2 separate regions of the Sus scrofa genome follow, and region 2 is linked to region 1. A link is a contact called in public Hi-C data. All regions are on one chromosome and are shown on one strand. The core of a region is the stretch at or near the end of the contact, and the rest is flanking DNA. Distances in the headings are between cores, read along the strand shown.

Region 1 (3,161 bases), core at 327-2,826:
GGTACGCACCTGTGGCATATGGAAGTTCCCAGGCAAGGGGCTGAATCAGAGTTGCAGCTGCCAGCCTGCACCACAGCCACAGCAACATCAGATCCGTGTAGCGTCTATGACCTATGCTTCAGCTTGCAGCAATGCCGGATACTTAACCCATCAGGCAAGGCCAGGGATCAAAACTACATCCTTTTGGACACTATGTTGGGTTCTTAACATGCTGAGCTCCCAGATTTGTTTTAAAGTCAAAGAGAAAGGAAATTATCAGGATGGGGACCATTCACAAGAACTTTTTATTAGTCCCAGCTTCCAACTTCCTTTGAATCCCAGCTTCTTTCTTTCAGGTGGCTCAGTCCCAAGGGTGTATATGACAAGGGTGTCAGCACATGGAATTTCTGTCCCGATTCTGCTTCAGACTTTGGGGGAAACAGCCCAAACCCTCTGTTTCAGGGTTAGCAACAGAGATATGACAGGAAAACAGCTACCAGAGAGCTTAGAAAGACAAAAGTGCTAAATAGAGATATGTGGGTATTATTATTTTTTCATTTTTTTAATGGGGGTGTTATTTTTAATCTTTGCAGCAGGCAGGCTGTGGCCTCCAAGAAAAATCTGAGGATAAGGAGACCTAAAACAAGTAATTGATTCTCTCTCAAAATCTGGATTTCACTCCCAGCTGCCCTTGCAGGCTGACCATACATTAAGCTCCCTGCTCTTGTCAAATCAATCATGTGATGAGGAGGCAATGCTACCCAGCCTCACAGTAGACAGGAGGCTGCTCTCCTTTGGAGTAAGACATGCTTTTAAATATGGTGAGACGGGAGTTTTCTGGTGGTGGTGCAGTGGATCAAGGATCTGGCATTGCCTTTGCAGTGGCTCAGGTTGCTGCTGTGGTGTGGGTTTGATTCCTGGCCTGGGAACCTCCACCCTCCACATGCCATGGGGGCAGCAAAAAAAAAAAAAAAAAAAAACCCCAAAAACAAAACCCAAATGCTGAAATGCCATGAGCAGCAGTGAGATCAGACTGTGTTTTCTCTTCTTTCTCTTTAGGACAGACCACCATAATATGCCAAGCCCTGTCCACCCTTTGGGCGTTTTCTATGTGATCCCATGAGTGGCCAGTAGGTGGCACAAGACACACACCATGGCTGCCGGCTTTGCCCCACTCAGCCTTTCTCAGAAGGGAAAGATCTATTTCTAATCCAGCCCAGGCTTTATGGCAATGCTTAATCACATGGAAGGGAACATGCAATAACTACTGGTATTTCTGTAAACATGCATGCTTAGAGCAGCTGCCAGTTGGGGCTGAGGACAGAGGGAACATGCAGTGAGAGGTCTCCTGAGGACAGTCTATAAAAGGAAAACCCTGTGGGTTTTTAATTTAAGAGCCTCTCAGCTAACCTTTGTGACTCATCGAAAGAAACATTTAGAACCCGGAAGGACAGTGATCATACATTTTTTGGATTGTAACCTGGTTCTCCTTCCATCCTACCCCCTCCCCCTTCCCCCAAATGGTAGATTTCAGAAGGTCCCGGCTACAGGGCCGAGCCAGCACCTTCTGAACCAATGGTGGCTTATTTTCCTATTCTTTTGTCCTGGCAAGTTGCCTGTTTCTTGGGTTTGTTCTTTCCCTGGAGGAAAGTTGATCTGATCTCACTCTGCCATTAATAAAATTGGCACCAGATGGATGTGGAGCTGAAGAGCAGACACATCACAGCAAAACAAAGTGTGATCTAGTCAGAGATGGGGCAGTAAGGATTGGGTGCTTTTAACATCTGTGGCAAGTTAAAAAATTGTGGCAAAATATACAACATAAAATTTACATCTTAGCCATTTTAGGTGTATATTCAGTGGTATTTAATACATTCATATGGTGTGGCCATCACCACCATCCATCTCCATAAGTTTTCCTCTTGTAAGATGGAAACACTATGTCCATTAAACACTAACTTCCGTTTCTGTGAGCTGTGGTGTAGGTCGCAGACGTGGCTTGGATCCTGTGTTGCTATGGCTGTGGTATAGGTTGGCAGCTACAGCTCCGATTCGACCCCTAGCCTGGGAATCTTCATATGTCATGGGTGCAGCCCTAAAAAGACAAAACCAAACCCAAAAAACCCGCTAACTCCTCATTGCCCTTTCCCTGCAAATCATCACACCACTTTCTATCCCTATGAATTTGATTACTCTAAATACCTCATATAAGTGGAATCACATAGTAGTTTTCCTTTGTGTATCTGGCTTGTTTCACTGAGCATAACATCCTCAAGGTTCACCCATGTTGTAGCAGGTGTCAGAATTTCCTTCCCTTTAAGGGTAAATGATATTCCATTGTATGTATAGCCAACATTTTGTTTATCCATTCCTCTGTTGTTGGATACTTGGATTGCTTCCACCTTTTGGTATTGTGAGTAATGCTGCTATGAACAAGGGTGGACAAATATGTCTTTGAGACCCCCTTTCAGTTCTTTTGGGTATGTACTCACAAGTGGGATGGCTGAATTATGCAACAGTTCTATTTTTATTTTTTATTTTTTTGCCACGCCCATAGTATGCAGAAGTTCCCAGGCCACAGACTGAACCTGAGCCACTGCAGTAACAATGCTGAATCCTTAACTGCTAGGCCACCAGGGCCTCTCTGTCACCCCCTGCCTGGTCAGGGATAAGTCCCTTCACAGTAAGTGCCACCCTCTGGTTAAACTGGGGTTTGGACTTCATAAGAGCTCGACTGGGGTTTGGACTTCAGAAGGGCTCGGATTTCCAAGTGAAGGCTCTGCCCAGATTTCTGCTGTTTCTGCAAGTCAGCCAACGGCCACGCTGCCCAGAGGCAGGTACGACTCATTCAAGTGCAGGAGAATTCCAGTTTTATTATTAAAAACCAAAATCCCATCATTCATTGAGCATTGAAAGGTTTAAGACATTTGCTGGCTGATATATAATGGGTTGTTCATCGATAATGGCTTTTTATCAAATGGAAGCTTATAACTTTTGGAAGGTTGTTCCAGTAATCACCTTGATTAATAGTGTACAGTTTGCTTTTTGAGGACTTCCTCTCCTTCTTTATTTACCACACAGCCATGTGGCAGCAGCATGTCCAGTTTTCCAGATGGGGAGATGGAGGCTGAGGCTAAGGGCAGAGGAAGGCAGTAATGGGGTGGCTGGAGCTGACTGCCAGG
Region 2 (3,161 bases), core at 283-2,782, 210 kb after region 1:
GCCTCCCTGAAGCCATAAGGCAACTTGGAGGAAGGAAGCCAGTGCTGAGGCTGGCAGAGCAGGCAGATCGAGCAGGTTTGGGAGGCCAGGAGCTTTGCCTGGGGATGTGACTATATTTGGAGTGAGTTTACCTGCATGATAGAGGGAGGTGGGAGAAATCACTGCTGAAATTCAATCTGTAGCTCAACTAAGAGGGTTTGTCAGGATGTCAGAGTCCCTTCTGCATGGAGCTGCCTTTTGTGTTTCAGGTTTAGCAGTCAGAGGCTCAGGGCTGCAGAGTAACTTCATGAACCTCATGTGTTCTGTTCTCATGGCCCCTTCCTGAGGACAAAAACTACCCCCCCACAAAACATACAGTGACTGTCTTGGTACAAAGATGCATGATACCCAGACTGGGTTTATTAGTATATATTTATTTTCAATATACTCAGCTTCTTCTTTTAATTTGAAAATAAACTAAAACATTTTAAGAGTATTATGGGCCCCAGGCCTTGTCTCTCATGTATACGATGCCCAAGTAGACCCTGGGAGGGCCTCGGCATGGTGACCTCCTGCCCTGGACTGTGGGTGATCCTCTGGTCTCTGGCTGATCCCTTGGACTGTGGCTACTCCCCTGGACTGTGGCTGATCTCCTGGACTGTGGGTGACCCACAGCAGTGCCTCTGAGGATGGCAGGCAGGTCTGGCCTATTGTGTGTTGCTGGTGAGCCTCCAGTCAGGTTTGGAGATGATGGTGTAGGTTTTCAGAGAAGGACTCTCAGAGTGGATGCAGCTACTCTCCTCTCCTCCTCCTCCTGTAATGGCTCTACTTGCTCAATTGATTTGTTCAGTGGGCATGGGTTTCGGTCTACAAAGCTAAGGTATCAAAACTAGAACACTCCTTTATTCCCTAAATCTCTAAATTATATGAAATCTGTTCCAGGCTCACCCTGTCTCTGCTTTGGCCCCTCAGCCCAGCAGCTGGGGAATTCAAGTGCAGTCATTATTAGGGATCCTTGTTGGTTCTGGTGTCATCAAACAATCTCAGGGGTGACATGGTGCCAGAAAACCAGGGAGGCCACTGCCTCAGGTGGCCACCACCACTGCTGCTTCAGCTCTGGAAACTTGGCAGAGGCAAGGCCCCAAAGCTCCTTAGGGCCCTGCTCCAGCCCATTGTCATCCACATGAGCCAGGGGTCAGTCCCCTGACCACGGCTTCCTACTAGAGATGTGCCACTCTTCCTGCGGCCTTGGTGTGAGTGCCCAGCCTCTGCAGCTGCCCTCAGCAGTGTCCAGTGGGGCCCCTCTATGCCCTGTCCTGCCTGCTGCCGGCTGCTGGGCCTCTTCTAACCTGCACCTCTGTCTGGGCCTGAGGGGCCAGAAAGAGCTGTGATACCAGAAAAAGCAGAACATGCCTGGGGGGCAGGAGGGACCTGTGGAAGTCACACAGTGTCTTCTGTGGCATCCTTAGCCCTCCAACCACATTGTCCAACAGGGAGCCACACCCACACATGGCTAGTGACTCAGGGTCCAAATTAAAAAAATTTTTTTTTTCATTTCAGTGAATTTAAATGTAAGTGCACAAAGCCAAATGTGGCTCGTGGTTACTCTGTTGGACGGCACAGACTTAGAGCTTGTTTTCCTAATCTGGGCGGTTTTGACAGTCAGGCCATCACCACGAAGAGGGATGTGGCTCTGGGGTGCAGGTGGTGGGTTGGACAGTGTGTGCCCCCTCAGCTGGTCCCCAGAGGGTGGGTGGCCCTATCAGGTGGAGAACCCCTTAGCCAGGGGCTGTGGGCTGGGCAGATGGGGGTCCCAAGCCTCTACTACTAGTGGCCACAAGCGCAAGCCTCAGTGTCCCCATCTCTGGGGGATAAAACCCCAAGTGACTCTCAGGGCCTCAAGGGTGCGGAGTGAGGGTCTTGATCGGGGGGATGGGTGCCTGACATCTGCAGCTTTTTGGAGGGGTGGGGCCTCAGCTGAGAAGCACACAGCCAATTCTTTGCTTATGGAATCTGATGATGAACTTGGGGATAGGCATCCTTAGTTTTGTTTGTGTAAAACCTCTTCAGGGACTAACCAGATTGGCCTAAGGAAACCTCAGGCGTGGCTCCTTTCTCTGTCCTTCTACAAATTCCCCAAGAGTGTTTTAACTTTTTTTTTTTTTTTTCCCTTAGGGCCCAACCTGCAGCATATGGAAGTTTCCAGACGAGGGGTTGAAATCAGAGCTGCAGCTGCAGGCCAACATCACAGCCACAGCCACAGCCACACAGCCATGTCTGTGACCTACACTGCCAATTGCTGCAACGCTGGATGCTTATAACCCACTGATCAAGGCCAGGTCTCAAACCTGCATCCTCATAGGTATCAGTCAAGTTTTTAACCTGCTGAGCCACAATGGGAATGCCTGACCCTTTTGACTTTTTTGAGAGAAGCAGTCAGTGGTGTCCAGCCATCACTGACAAGAAACATACAAGCAGTGGGGAGAGGAGCTGAGTGGGAGGAAGAGGCTAAGCCAGGCACTGGCCCTGCAGCTCTCAGCCAGGCACAAGCCCATTGGGGCACAGATGATGTCCTTGCGCACGTGTGGCCATAATTTAACACATTCATTAGCATCCACTGAGCCATTATTTGGTCCCCTAAACTGCTGAATTATGACATGAGCCCCAGCTTCTTTCATGCCAGAGCCCTTCCAACTGTATGGGTGTAACCACTTAGGTTCAAGCTCTTCCTTCTCTGCACAGTTCCTTAAAGATTCATCGTGAAGTGAGGGGTTCAGTGACATTGACCCTGTGCTGCCCTCTTTGGCACAGACTGCAATTTTCTTTTTTTCTTTTTTCTTTCTTTTTTTTTTTTAGGGTGGCATCCACGGCATATGGAGGTTCCCAGGCTAGGGGTCAAGTCAGAGCTACAGCTGCCAGCCTACACCATAGGCACAGCAACGCAGGATCCGAGCCACGTCTGTGAGCTACACCACAGCTAACGGCAATGCTGGATTCTTAACCCACTGAACGAGGCCAGGGATTGAACCCTCATCCTCATGGATCCTAGTCAGGTTCCTTGTGGCTGAGCCACGACGGGGGGAACTCTGGGACTGCAATTTTCTGATGTCCCTCTTCACTAGAGCACCACACCCTCCCTTCTAAGGGATGCTAGGCTGTTTTTGGCCAGCACACCTGTCTGT

What was found. Hi-C and Micro-C count contacts between places; a contact is called where the count stands out from the background.
Region 2: a contact with region 1 is called in a Hi-C map of retroperitoneal adipose tissue, with 2.2 times the contacts expected there. The contact joins two enhancer-like sites. A contact is called at or near these places in 12 of 47 Hi-C or Micro-C datasets (alveolar macrophages, embryonic fibroblasts, fetal skeletal muscle and 8 more) and 1 of 2 datasets of contacts at active chromatin or transcription factors (skeletal muscle).

The regions. Positions count from the first base shown.
Region 1 is chr3:44,627,680-44,630,840 of Sscrofa11.1, forward strand. No RefSeq gene overlaps it. Among named protein-coding and RNA genes, the nearest start is that of ANAPC1, 150 kb to the left of the region's middle. Within about 2 kb of position 1,577, at least 30 of the 83 cell types and tissues checked have an H3K27ac peak or open chromatin away from gene starts, as enhancers often do. A contact at or near this core is called in retroperitoneal adipose tissue, where this site is marked.
Region 2 is chr3:44,834,324-44,837,484 of Sscrofa11.1, forward strand. The region is part of intron 1 of LOC106509733 (a long non-coding RNA gene); the gene reads left to right. Among named protein-coding and RNA genes, the nearest start is that of ANAPC1, 350 kb to the left of the region's middle. Within about 2 kb of position 1,533, at least 5 of the 83 cell types and tissues checked have an H3K27ac peak or open chromatin away from gene starts, as enhancers often do. A contact at or near this core is called in retroperitoneal adipose tissue, where this site is marked.